2 separate regions of the Mus musculus genome follow, and region 2 is linked to region 1. A link is a contact called in public HiChIP or PLAC-seq data. All regions are on one chromosome and are shown on one strand. Each heading gives the region's core, a stretch centred on a gene start, on an enhancer-like site or on the middle of the called end of the contact. The rest is flanking DNA. Distances are from core to core; before and after follow the strand shown. Region 1 overlaps Slc25a12 (solute carrier family 25 (mitochondrial carrier, Aralar), member 12). Region 2 has its middle 13 kb from the start of Gm39576.

Region 1 (7,045 bases), core at 2,799-5,298:
AGTATATAATTGGTTCTCAGAACATTTATAGAAAGTCCTTACCCATCCTTGGTTTGATCAGCTACTCCTGCCAAGAGCTGCACAATCTTTGGGTTGCTGTTTGGATCGTTGTACAGGCCAAGATAGCGTTGAACGAAGTCTTCTGGAGTCATGTAATGCTCCCCGTCCACCTCAGTGCTGGCATACTGAAAGACAAGCAAGCAAGGCACACTGAAGACGCCATGACTCAGCACCGGCTGCTCGCTGACAGCTGCTTGGGGGAAGTAAACCAGGGGACACTTACGAAATCAAAATAAGGGTAATGAGTGTGGATATTGCCTCTGGATCCTGGAAGCCAAACACCCAGATACCAGTTGAAGACCACAGAAAAGAACTGATACATGGTCAATATTGATGAACCCTGAAAATCTGCTGGGTGAAATGAACCAGACACAAAAGGCTCATAGTGTAGGATCACATTTACATAAAATGTCCACAAAGGCAAGTCCATGGATGGAAACACAGAATTATGACAGCCAGGACATGGTTCAGTTCCCAGCACCCAGAAGGCAGCTGACAATAGTCTGTAACTCCAGCTCCAGAGGATCTACCGCCCTCTTCTGGCTTTCTAGGGCACTGCGACCACATGGTACAAAGAGACAAGTGCAGGCAAAATATCCACACATATAAAATAAAAATAAATAAAATTTTTGTTTTGGTTTGTTTTTTCAAGACAGAGTTTCTCTGTGTAACTGCCCTGGCTTGGAACTCTGTAGACCAGGCTGGTCTTGAACTCACAGAGATGTGCCTATCTCTGCCTCCCAAATCTGGGATTAAAGGTGTGTGCACACCAGGTAATAAATATATGTTTAAAAATAAATAATAAAATAAAATACATAGGAGCTGGAGAGATGACTCAGTAGGTAAAGGCATTGGTTAAGAAGACTGATAATATGACTTCAATTTCTGGGAATCACACAGTCAGAAAGAACCAATTCCTAAAAGCTATCCTCGGACTTCTACACATAAGCCATAGTGCACACACATGCTTGCACACACATACACACACACACAAATGCGCACACTAAGTAAGTATAAAACTACATGGGCTGGGGAATATAGCTTTCTCAGCTGAGTTTAATCTATAGCTCTGGAAAAATAAAATAAGTAAATAAAAGTAAAGATACTGGTAAGATAAGAGGTAACAGAAAGACTGAGGAAAGAGGAGGTAAGGCCAAGGCCTGTAGGTGAGCTTTCACACTTGCACACACCTCACTGCCCAGATGTAGCCTTTTTTCAAGAGTCTGTCAGAGTAGGTGGGGCTATGGGTGACACAGATAGCTGCCATTAAACATGAAATTACCATATTCTAAAGAAGACTTCCATTATTCCAAGTCCTAGTCACTGGAAAAGAAAGAAAAATTCTTCTACCTCTTATGTCAATTGCTTTAAGATATGCTTATCCAAAAAACTCCTTATCATTTCAAGGACTCCGTGCAGAGCGGTTAACCAGGCATCCTTACTAACAAAGATGTACGATCAGAGACTTTCCCAAACTGAATACTAGAGAGGCTCATTAAGTGTCAGGCAAAATAACCAGACAGACAGACAGACAGACAGATAGATAGATAGATAGATAGATAGATAGAATTAATGTAAAAATCTCACCAAGGCCTTATTCTCCCCCATAAAACTGCAGGACAGCAGGAGGAAAAATAAAGAAAAAGGATAATCCTAAAAGTTCCCAGAGAGAAACACCAGATTAAGATATCTGGGTGACTTGAAGAGAGTGGATGGAGGTCTGAGAAAAATTACTTCCAACTGGGAATTCTCAACTAAGCCAACTCCGCATCAGATGGATGCACACTTGGCCACACTAGCTTGAGATATCCATATGCCCGACATCACTCTTCTGCCTTCATGTTCCATTTCTTAGGAAACGATATCATTTTTCCCAACACTTGGGAGGCAGAGGCAGGTGGATCTCTGTGAGTTTGAGGCCAGCCTGGCTGGTCTACAGAGCTGTCCTTTCTGAACAGCCAGGGGTACTCAGAGAAACCCTGACTCCAAAAATAAATAAATAAAAATAAATGGATGGATGGATGGATAGATAGATAGATAGATAGATAGATAGATAGATAGCTTATACAGTCTTAAGCCAGACAGCCTACACCCGAAACCCCAGCACTGGGAAAGTAAGGCAGAGTCAGGAGGTGCATCCTAGTTCAAGGCCAGCCTGGTCTATATAACAAGATCCTGTCTCAAGCAACCAACCAAAAAAGTACAACCTAGCTTGAAATAAACAATATTTGCACTCAGAATAATGCTGGACTTCTTCACTAGCTGCCGCTCTCAAAAGCACTGGAGAGGCACCTCTGTCCAGAGCCATCATGCCCTGACCACATGACTTCAAAGGCCAGTCCTGAAGTCGGCTTGTGTTTTAATCCTGGCTCTACTACAAACCCACTCATCTTAGTCCTTAGACAGGCTCATTCTTTCCCTAGGACTCTAGATCATGCACGCTTCTGTGCAATAAAGATAAAGTGAGCCTTTGATATGTTGAAAGAGCAGGTCTATAAGCAAAGGAGCAAAAGCAAAAAAAGCAAAGCGGGGCTAGAGAAATGGAGCACCATAAAAGCATCCCACTGCTCTCGCAGCAGATGAGTTCAGTGACTCACAAACGGCTGGAAGTCTAGCTCCAGGAGACAGAGTTAATAAAATAATGAAAATCAACCTTAACAAAAGAACAAACTGTTTGAGATATTTAGCACTATCAGTACTTGAATTCTAGATGCTGATAACAATAAGAATATTCTAGCAGTTCTTGTTACACATGTCTTTCCTTGCTCTTCAGCATTTGGCATAATAGGACACATGTAGATATTTGTTTGTTTTTGTTTTTGAAACAGGATCCCTATATCCTGGGCTGGCCTGAAACTCTCTATGACCTTGAACTTCTCATCCTCCTACCTTGATCCCCCAACCATTCCCACCTACTCCCCCGACCCCACCCCACCACACCCCACCCCATCCCCGTTCAGGGACTGCATAGATGACTACCATGCAGTGCTAGATATCAGACCAGGACCTGAGACCAGCTGGGCGAGCACTCTACCAACTGAGCTAAATCCTCAGTCCCTGGACAGGTTTGATGAAGACGGGCCGGGGTGGAAAGAGAGGGCCACAGTAGTCATGGGGTTACTGCAAGTGGCAAGGGACATCAATACAAAAGAAATCTGACAGCAGACTTGAAGGAGGCTGGCAAGCCAACCACCGCTACTGGAACATGACTGCCCAAAACGAAGCCAGAGCGTCATGAAGACCAAAGGAGTGGGGCGGAGGTGGGGCGGAGGGAGACAGCATATCTGATTTCAATCTGAGTGGACGGCTGCAGAAATGAGAAAAATCTTTGTTCCTATCTGGGAGAGGGGCTAATTGGAGAAAGAAATAAGAAGAGAGTGTGGGCTGAGGGTATGGTTCACAGGTACGGCATTTGCACACCGTGGAGGAGGCCCTGGGTTTGATACCTAACACCACCAAAAAGGGTGGTCGGAGTGGGGGTGGGCAGGAGGACGATGACACACGACACAGGACAGAGAAGCATGTAACTGTGTGTTCCCGTTTCCTATTTATAAAAGACAAAAGGAAGAAACAAGAGAATGAGAGGGTGGATGGAGTGGATATAGTTTCCGAGATGGCTCAGAGTGTAAGAGAGCTTGCTACCCAAGCATGAGACCCGAGTTCAAATTCCTAGTACCCACATAAAAGACCAAGGGTGACCATGCAAATTTCTGTAACCATAGCACTTGGGAGGCAGAGGCTGGAGGATTGCTGGAACTTGTTGACTGTCAGTCTCCCTGCAGGTTCAGCAAGAGAAGGTGTACATTGGTTCTTGTAGGTGCCCCTATCCCTACTCCATAGTCACCATACACCACACTCACAAACATAGAAAAAGTGATTGGATGGATGGATGGATGCAGACTCCGGATGGATGCAGACTCCAAAATGACTAGGACAAGAACAGAGGAATTTTCCCCTAATTGGTTAAAGACAAGAAGAAGCCAATCACTGGGCGAGAAGGAGGCGGACCTTCCTGGTCAAAGAGAGGAAAGGGGAAAGCAGGAGTAGGGGACTTCCTTTTGGACGGTGGAAGCCAGGTAACCAAGATGTCGCCCGGGGGCTGTTAGTTCAGGTGGCGGAGTCCACTAGAATCCACCACTGGAAGATTTCTAACATAGAGTAGTTGGTAAATGCTAGGATGCTAGATTCTGTGCCCAGTGATTGTGTTATTCGTTTGGTTCTAAACTAAGATTGTCTGGTGTTTTCCATCTCGTGGCAATTCAACTGAGCTCCAGGGAAAGGTAACCACGGCAGAGTGTGGGTTTGGAAGAGTGCGGCGCCCCAGCTAGCCATGAAAATTTAGGAGTGCTGAGCAGGTTTGGCAGCAGCCAGCTGCGGGGAGAGAGCTATCTTGGAGATCTGGAGAGGCCTTGGCAAAGAACAACATTCGGGCTCAGTACCGGGCTGGGACAAGACTGAGACCACGAGCGGTGCCTAGCTGGCGATAGCGTGTGCTGTATTTTATTTACTACGCACTTCAGAGAAGGATTTTTAATTTCAGATTATTTGCATATACTAATGGGAAATCTTTTTACTGCTGTTATTTTTGTTGGGTTGTTTGATTTTTTTTTTTTTAAAAGGCAGGGTCTTAGGTAGTCTAGGCTGGTCTCAAACTCTATATAGTAGACGCTGTTCTTCTTGCCTCTCCTCTCTCTAGTGCTGGGATTACAGGTGTGCGCCACCATACCCGGCAAAGCTATTCTTCTTGCCTCCCCTCTCTCTAGTGCTGGGACACTAAAGAGACCGCCACACCTGCCCCTTAAAGTATCCAAAACTAAAGTCCCACTGTTTCATGCATACTCTGAAGGTTCGACTGAAAAATGTTCCCATAGCCTGGGGCATTTGGACACTTGGTCCCTAGCTGGTCGCTGTCTGGGGAGGTTTAGGTGGTATAGCCTTGTGTGTCCCTGGAGGCGGACTTAGAAATTAAAAAATTAAAAACTTCCCATCAGCTCCATTTCCCTCTCTGCTTCCGGCTTGTGTTTGAAGAGGTGAGCGCTCAGCTTCGGGCACCTGTAGCCATGTCTGCTGCTTGCCTCCTTGCCACGACAGGCTCATTCCTCTGGAACCGTCAGCCCAAATAAATTTCTTGTAGAAGTTGCCTTAGTCATAGTGCTTTATCCCAGCAAGAAAAAAGTAATCTACACACCTTTCTGTAAGCAGCCCGAAGGTGACTTTAATGCCTTTTTTCACTGTGCTTGTGTCTTGATCTCAGCCCATTACATTAGGTATAGAATTTGCTACCCCTATTATCAAATCAATGCTCAAAAACTTGCATTCTGGGCTGGTGAGATGGCTTAGTGGGTAAGAGCACCAATTGCTCTTCCGGAGGTCATGAGTTCAAATCCCAGCAACCACATGGTGGCTCACAACCATCTATAATTAGAAACAAATAATAAAGAATCTATGGGCCAGATGGAGCAGGAGAAAGGGAAAGAGGGGAGGGAAAAAAGTTAAAAATTGGAAAAAAACAAACTTCCATTCTGAAGCATTTCAGGCCTCAATGTTTAGGAATAGCAATCAATGTTCAACCTATGCTACTTAAGAACAGGGAGGAAACACAGAACACATCAGGTTCTTAGTAACAAATTACCTTCCAGAGGTATGTGTTCTTCAGTGTCTGAGCCTAGCTACCAGGACAAGCCTGCCCTGAATACACAGTGAAAGTAGGTGGGATCCAAAGAGTCCCCAGGATCCCCTCTGACTGTAAAATCCAGGAAACAGCAGCATTAGCACAAGCTACCAAGGACACAGAAGCCAAGGAGGAAAACAAATGGTTTTGTTGACATGCTCTGACTCCGGCCTTGCCAGTACCTACAGTTATAAATGATGCCAGAGAACAACTCCCCCTCAGGTACTCTGCCAGGGTTTCCTCTGACTCTCCTAGTCTGCTTTAACTTGATTTTAACTGAAAGATAGAGTGTGGAGCTGAGGGGGGGCGGGGGAACCCTAAGTCTTCTCAACCGCAGGAGTCAGTTCTTGACTTCCACAGAAAGCAGTGAACTAATTAACCCATTACATTAGAGGCAATTACTTGGCAATGTCAGGAAGCCTGTTGCCTGAACAGACAGAACCAAAGAGAGTACTGAATGGAAACTAGAAGCTACCCAGAGTTGGTTAAAATGCTAAAACGAATTAGATGTTAGCTGTCACTATAACAATAAGTGACACCGAGGCTGCAGAGCAGGTCTACCTTGGGAGAGCACACACTTAGAATGATCAATACCCAGTGCCAGCTCCTGCACACACTCACATTCATACACTCACACATGCATACTCACACACTTGGACACAGTCATACAAACACACATACTTGCACACTCATACACTCACACCCATGCATAGACTCATTCATTTCTTTATGTACATTGAAAGAGTGCACCCGGGGCACAGTGCAGTGAAAGTCAGGGCAGCTTTCAGTGATGGGTTCTTTCCTTCCACCACCGAAGTCCCAGGGTTCAGACTCAGGTTATCAGACTTGATAGCAGGCAGTTTCAAAATCTGAGCCACCTCGCCAGTGCTGTGCACGCATAAATCATTAGACTCTAAAGAGGATCAGGTGTGCTTGAGCGGAACCCTTAGCAACAAAATAAAATCGAGGTGCCGTGTGTGTGTGTGTGTGTGTGTGTGTGTGTGTGTGTGTGTGTGTGTGTGTGTGTGTGTGCCGTGTGTGTGTGTGTGTGTGTGTGTGTGTGCCGTGTGTGTGTGTGTGTGTGTGTGTGTGTGTGTGTGTGTGTGTGCGCGCGCGCGCGCGCGCGCGCTAGAGCCAGCCTGGTAATTATGTTGAACACAGATTTCTTATTTTTACTTTTTAGGAAGGAAAGGTAACTTGTGGGGATGCTTGCTTTTAGACCTTGCACTAGGGAACCTGAGGCCAGCCTGACCTATACAGTGAGCAAGAGCCTGTCTCAAACAGAGAGACTAAGAGACAGAGAAGGAAAAGAAT
Region 2 (7,045 bases), core at 1,479-3,978, 180 kb before region 1:
GGCTCATTGCCCATTTCATAGACGGCACCTTTTAAACTTCATCCTTACCCTGACAGGAGTGGGAAAAATCTCTTGTGTCTTTGATGAAACCTAGTCGCTTCCCACAGACCTCTCCCATAAACCCCGCCTCCTAAGCCCACCATCTTGGAGGTAAGAGCTCCGCCTACAACTAAAACTGCAATTTCAAAACTTGAATCTGAAGAGCTGAGGATGGCCCAGTCAGTAAAGTGCTGGCCGAATAAACACCAGGACCTGAGTTCGATTCCCCAGTGATCACATTACAAAGCTAGACGTTGCAGCACACCCATGTACTGGTAGCAATGGGGAGGGAAAGGTTAGGGACCCTGGGGCTCACTGGCCAGCACTTTTATCCAAATTGGTGAGCCCCAGGTCCAGTGAGAGACTGTCTCAGAAAGCAAGTTGGAAAGCAATTGAGGAAGACATTCGAAGGCAGCCTCCTGCCTCCACATTCACACACACAAGAGGAATGCTGAGAAAATACAGCTATTCAGACTGTAACTCTGATATAAAGTTCTCTGAGAAACCTAAAGTGACTCTAAGATGGAAAAGGGCCAGGAACCACTCGCAAGGGCATCCATGCTCTGAACCAACAGAAGAAGGGGGTTTAGATGGAGGGCACTAGAACAGCATATGGCGCCGGGGCTGTGCTCCACACAGCAGCCCTCTTATCCCATTTGAGCCCCATAATGATCTTATGAAGCAGATGCGGCTTTAATCTTGTCTGGCAGCTGAAGAAGCTGTGGTCAAACTTTCTCTATGGCCAAGTCTGCGGACTGTCTTCACACCATGACACACACAAAAAACCTACTGTACAGGAAAACGAATAGACTTCGTAAGAGAGGACGTTTGCCGCTACTGATATACAATATATGAACTATAACTTCAGACCTATGCTATAGCAAAAACACAATCACAAGACATGCGTTACAATGGAAACAGAGGTTAAGGCGTATCTGAAATGTTTCTTTAAAACGTACATAAGATTTTTATGGTGAAATCATGAAAATTAAGTAAGATGCATCAAAGACACAGTGGAGTGAAGAGTTGAGGATCTTTATGACCAGAGGTGACCTGGCTGAGGGCTCCTGTGGTCCTTTGTCCATGGTTCATCTGACAGCTAAGGGTTTGAAACCTTTAATGTCTATTTAGAACTCAGGAGTTGCTGTCCACATCAAATCAGCCACAAAACTCTGCTCCCATCACTAGGGAAGTTTGATTCGGGCTTCTAATTCTTTCCACAAAGAAAACACGAAGCCCAGCTAGTGATTAATGCAAGCATCTGACAGATGTGTATGGTCAGCTCCCATATCTTTCAGATACTAAGCACAAGATTTGGCTTCATACCCCAGCCATGGCTCACGTCTGCTGCTGGTGCAATCTGGAGCTACCTCCAGATAAGATAGGATGGAGATGCTTCCAAGAAAATAGAATTGGTTTAAAAATCTTAAGCCAACATGGGGAGCTGAGGCAGGGGAACCTTTTGAACCCAGGAATTCAAGATGGAGTTTATAGAGAACCCCATTCTCTCTCCCTCCCCACCTGTATGTGTGTATCACAGTCTTAAATATTACCCACCCAGTAGTAATATATTACATGTATTGTATATAATATATTATATTAACTTATTAGATCATATGTTAATATATTATACAATATATAAAAGCTTACTTCATTAGAACCAAGCTAGGCTTGTTTCCACAATAAAGGTAGCCCAGGATGGGCATGATATGCATGCCTTTAATCCCAGCACGTAGGAGGCAGAAGCATGATGAGGTCTGTGAGTTTTAGGCTAGCCTGGTCTACATATCAAGACCCTGTCTAAAATAAAAATTAATTTGACATTACAAAGCCCATTTGGCATTCACCATTATTCAGTATATTACTGATGAAAACATTTTACTTCAACAGATTTTTAAAAAGCAACTAAGTTTAATAGTCTTTCGAATTCCCTTTTTAATAAGACAGTCTTTCAGTCTGTAGCCAAGGCTATCCTAGAACTTTCAGTAATACTCTGACCTCAGCTCCCAAGTGCTGGGATTATAGTCTTGAGCTATCAGTTCCAACCCAATAACTTTTTTTTTGTTTTGTTTTTTTTTTGTTTTGTTTTGTTTTTTGTTTTTTTAGGAGACAGAGTTTCTCTGTGTAGCCCTGGCTGTCCTGGAACTCACTCTGTAGACCAGGCTGGCCTCGAACTCAGAAAATCTGCCTGCCTCTGCCTCCCAAGTGCTGGGATTAAAGGCATGTGCCACCACTGCCCGGCTAATCTTTTTTTAATGTTAGAAATTCTTAGTAAATTGAGGCTAAAAGACCTGATAAAGAGAAGCCATAAAAATCTAGTGGCAAATGTTATAATCATGAAACCTTAAGATCTTTGTAAGGTTTTGTGAACTTTCTCACCGCTTCTATTTAGATGGCCCAGCCCCTAAGCCAGGAAAAATAATAAACGGCTGCAGGGAGGGTGCGGAGTTTAACCTTGGCCGTCAAGCTGGCATATGTAGGAAGAGGGAGGAAGAGGGAGTCTCTACTAGAGTTGCCTCCAGCAGATTGGCCTATGGGCAGGTCTGTAGGGTATTTTAAAATTGCTAATTGATGGGAAGAGACCCAGATGGCGCCACCCCTAGGCAGGTGGTCCTGAGATGTATAAGGTAGTGGAGCAAGCCAGAGCAAGCCAGGGAAAGACAGCTGATAAGTACTCTTTCATGGCCTCTGTGTTACTTCCTGCCTCCAGGTTCCCGCCCCAAGTTCCTGCCTTGGCTTCTTGTAATGGACTGGGATGAGCCGTAACAAAGAAACCAATCTAGGAAGAACAACAGAGTTCTATGTGTGGGTGGCTAGCTCGGAAATTCCAAAGAACCTTTTGAGGTCATTGGCTTCACCTGTGTTTGTCAGGTTACCTGTAAATAAGATCTCTGGGGCTGGTGAGATGGCTCAGTTGGTAAGAGTACCCTACTGCTCTTCCGAAGGTCCAGAGTTCAAATCCCAGCTACCACATGGTGGCTCACAACCATCCGTAACGAGATCTGACACCCTCTTCTGGAGTGTCAGAAGACAGCTACAGTGTACTTTACATATATTAAAAAAAAAAAAAGAATAGCAGCCATTATTAAAAAAATAATAATAATAAGGTCTCTGTGCAAAACCAGGGCCTGCAAGATAGCTTGGCAAGTGAAGGCACCTGCCACCTAAGTTCAAACTGACTCCCACAAGCTGTTAGCTGACCTTCACATGTGTGGATGTATATATGCCCCCCCCCCCCCGCCCCATGCCTGACAGGCAGACATAATAAATAAGTGTAAAATTATAAGAACTCCAAAGCTATATCTGAGTAATAAACATGTTAAAAACACTACTACAAGATACAACCAAACAACAATAAAACCAAACAAGCAAATTCCCTTTGTGTTTGGGGAAGAATTCTCCCAGAAATTCTTCTTTTTCCTCTCTAATTCAAATCATCACGAATTCATGCTTCTTGCCAATCTCAACAAACAAGAAATAAACCCAAGTAATATAGAACTATCATTAATAAGCACATTTTTTCTCATAATGAATTCATTGTTATCCATAGGATTCCAGCCTCCCCTCCCCCGCCACACATACACATACACACACACACACACACACACACACACACACACACAGAGACACAAGGATCCGAAGATGCTCCAGTCCCTTGTAAATGATGTACACATCCTCCTGTATCTTTTAAGGCATCTCTTGATTACTTATGATACCCAATAAAACATGCATGGCACCTTCGTAGTTATATGGTATTGTTTAGAGAATTATACATGAAAAAAAGTCTACACACTTAGTACAGACGAGTTCTTAAAAAAAAAAAAACATTTTCAGCCTATGATTGATTGATTCGTGGATGTGGAACCTTCAGACAGTGAGAGCTGACTAGTCTTCAACAATCCCAGACCTTGGCTTTAGGCCAACTGGTTTCTTGCTTTTGTTATTTGCAACAGAATCCAGGATTCAGAGGGAATAAAAGAGCTGAGCAGAAATATAATTCTCGATAATATTGTCTCTGTGCCTTATGCACTTATCCTTTTTGTCTCTCCCCAGGGAAAAGGCAGCTATTCTTCTTTATGCTAAATCCAGCTGTCCTCCCCACGGTGGTCATGTAAATCCTGGCACTGAACGTGGGGCGGAATAAAGCCACGGCTGTGGGAAGCTTTCACTGAAGAGCAACAGGCGGCCCCGAGCCCCAGACTGCTCCAGCCGTTTTCTCCTAAAAATGTAAGGTTCTATTCATCAAAAACTTTTATATATTCTTGTGATTTTTCTTTTTAAAAAAAAAAAGAAAGAAAGAAAAGGAAGAGGAAGAAAGATCAACATGATATGCAGGCAAAGAATAAGGCCCCGTGGTTCACAGAGAGAACATGGCGTTTTTTCACTCTCAGGAGTAAGTAAATAATCTCGGAGAGGCTTGGCGTTGACTGTGTTCAGCACACAAAAATGGCCAAAGAGGGATCTGCCCTCCAATTAGACATCTAAGTGATTCGGTTTGAAGGAAACCGGCTCCTCCACAGACCCACTTAACAAAATGAATTACCCAAGGGCCGAGCGTAAGGCCCTGAAACTTGGTTTTAATGTGATTTCAAAATATCAGCCTTCTTGTCATCTCTTCTCAAGCAAAAGAGACTCATCACTTAGACATGGTGTCAAGTTCAAGACATTCAAGCCCGCTGGTTTTATTTTTCCCTCGTGTTTCTTCAGACTTTGAAAAACAAGTACAGGCCACACACCTCTAATCCCAGCACTGGAGAGACAGAGGCAGGGGAATCAGAAGTTTAAGGTCAGCGACATGCATAATGAGCTGGGTCTCAAAGCAATAAGTAAATAAAATAAATGACTAAAATAAAAATTGTCATTCAAAGCCCAAATTATCGTGTGCTTTGTTTGAGCTGAGGCCTCGGGTATCCAAGCTCAAACTCAAAATGTAGCCTAGAATGACTTTGCACTCAATAACCCCCGTCTCTATCTTCCAAATGCTAGCCTCTCAGGCTTGCAACGCCGTGTCTCATCTCCACCTTCCAAATGCTAGGTTCACAGGCTTGCAACACCACGTCTCGCTTATTGTAAAGTTCACAGTTGTTCTACACTTTCTTCTTCTTCTCCTCTTCCTCCTCCTCCTTGTTCTTTTTTCCCAATGATGCTGGGGAGTGAACCCAAGGCCTCCTGCATGCTGGGTAAACACTCTACTGTCATTCTCCATCACCAGCCCCTTTTTAACCTACTAACATAATTAAAAATTAAGAGTTTAAAAAAATCATTATATTAGAAATTAAAATTAACTGGGCTCTATTTACCAGACTCTTTGTCCCTTGCGTTCATCTTTCATAATTTTAATACTGCCATATATTAGCGGAACAAAGTGGTGTGCGCAGCAGAGAGAAGCAGGCAATTGGTATGGGAGTCAAGTCTCAGTGGACAAAGGAGTATGTGGAGGCTTGGTTGGGCCACCACCAGCCAGCTTGCCTTGCCTCATTGCCGCCTGCTAGGATGGTGCTGCTGCTTGGCCCACAGGCCTGGCCCACTGCGTGGAGCTGCTGCTGCTCCAGCTTGCTCTACCTGCCCTGCTGGAGGGAGGGAGGCCCAAGACCGAGGCACTGCCCTCGGGATGTAAACACATAGATCCTACCTAGGGTACTGGCAGGGCAGTCAGCGCCCAGGACAAGATGATGGAGTTCTCACAGGTCCTGCGCTCCGCCCCCGCCCCCCCCCCGCCCCCCGCCCCGGGAGGAATTGACCTGTTCCACATCACCCTGACTTTGAGCAACAACAAGATACCCAAGATGAAGAACGGTTCATTTTCTGAGTTTAGTCTCCTCCAAAGACTTCTCTGATTCGTGCTGCAGCCTGGAAACAATGTTGATGTCTGTGATCTGTGCCGCCACCATGGGCGGGGAAAGTTTCTTTTTTTTTTTTTTTCCATTTTTTATTAGGTATTTAGCTCATTTACATTTCCAATGCTATACCAAAAGTCCCCCTTACCCACCCACCCCCACTCCCCTACCCACCCACTCCCCCCCTTTGGCCCTGGCGTTCCCCTGTACCGGGGCACACAAAGTCTGCATGTCCAATGGGCCTCTCTTTCCAGTGATGGCCGACTAGGCCATCTTTTGATACATATGCAGCTAGAGTCAAGAGCTCAGGGGTACTGGTTAGTTCATAATGTTGTTCCACCTATAGGGTTGAAGATCCCTTTAGCTCCTTGGGTACTTTCTCTAGCTCCTCCATTGGGAGCCCTGTGATCCATCCATTAGCTGACTGTGAGCATCCACTTCTGTGTTTGCTAGGCCCCGGCATAGTCTCACAAGAGACAGCTACATCTGGGTCCTTTCGATAAAATCTTGCTAGTATATGCAATGGTGTCAGCGTTTGGATGCTGATTATGGGGTGGATCCCTGGATATGGCAGTCTCTACATGGTCCATCCTTTCATCTCAGCTCCAAACTTTGTTTCTGTAACTCCTTCCATGGGTGTTTTGTTCCCACTTCTAAGGAGGGGCATAGTGTCCACACTTCAGTCTTCATTTTTCTTGAGTTTCATGTGTTTAGGAAATTGTATCTTATATCGTGGGTATCCTAGGTTTTGGGCTAGTATCCACTTATCAGTGAGTACATATTGTGTGAGTTCCTTTGTGATTGTGTTACCTCACTCAGGATGATGCTCTCCAGGTCCATCCATTTGGCTAGGAATTTCATAAATTCATTCTTTTTAATAGCTGAGTAGTACTCCATTGTGTAGATGTACCACATTTTCTGTATCCATTCCTCTGTTGAGGGGCATCTGGGTTCTTTCCAGTTTCTGGCTATTATAAATAAGGCTGCTATGAACATAGTGGAGCATGTGTCCTTCTTACCAGTTGGGGCTTCTTCTGGATCTCCCATGCTCATGGATTGGCAGGACCAACATTGTAAAAATGGCTATCTTGCCAAAAGCAATCTACAGATTCAATGCAATCCCCATTAAAATTCCAACTCAATTCTTCAACAAATTAGAAGGAGCAATT

Evidence for each region. HiChIP or PLAC-seq counts read pairs in DNA pulled down with a chosen protein or histone mark.
Region 2: an H3K27ac HiChIP or PLAC-seq map of embryonic stem cells shows a contact between it and region 1, with 16 read pairs. The contact joins two enhancer-like sites. A contact is called at or near these places in 1 of 15 datasets of contacts at CTCF or cohesin (embryonic stem cells), 18 of 484 Hi-C or Micro-C datasets (embryonic stem cells and transition I germ cells), 13 of 115 datasets of contacts at active chromatin or transcription factors (embryonic stem cells and stem cell-derived neural progenitor cells) and 2 of 9 other capture datasets (adipose tissue and embryonic stem cells).

Annotation. Positions count from the first base shown.
Region 1 is chr2:71,343,848-71,350,892 of GRCm38.p6, forward strand. It overlaps Slc25a12 (solute carrier family 25 (mitochondrial carrier, Aralar), member 12), which reads right to left. Exons shown (of 18, transcript NM_172436.4): 3 at 43-185. Among named protein-coding and RNA genes, the nearest start is that of Slc25a12, 20 kb to the right of the region's middle. Within about 2 kb of position 4,049, at least 11 of the 459 cell types and tissues checked have an H3K27ac peak or open chromatin away from gene starts, as enhancers often do. A contact at or near this core is called in embryonic stem cells, where this site is marked.
Region 2 is chr2:71,164,658-71,171,702 of GRCm38.p6, forward strand. No RefSeq gene overlaps it. Among named protein-coding and RNA genes, the nearest start is that of Gm39576, 13 kb to the left of the region's middle. Within about 2 kb of position 2,729, at least 14 of the 459 cell types and tissues checked have an H3K27ac peak or open chromatin away from gene starts, as enhancers often do. A contact at or near this core is called in embryonic stem cells, where this site is marked.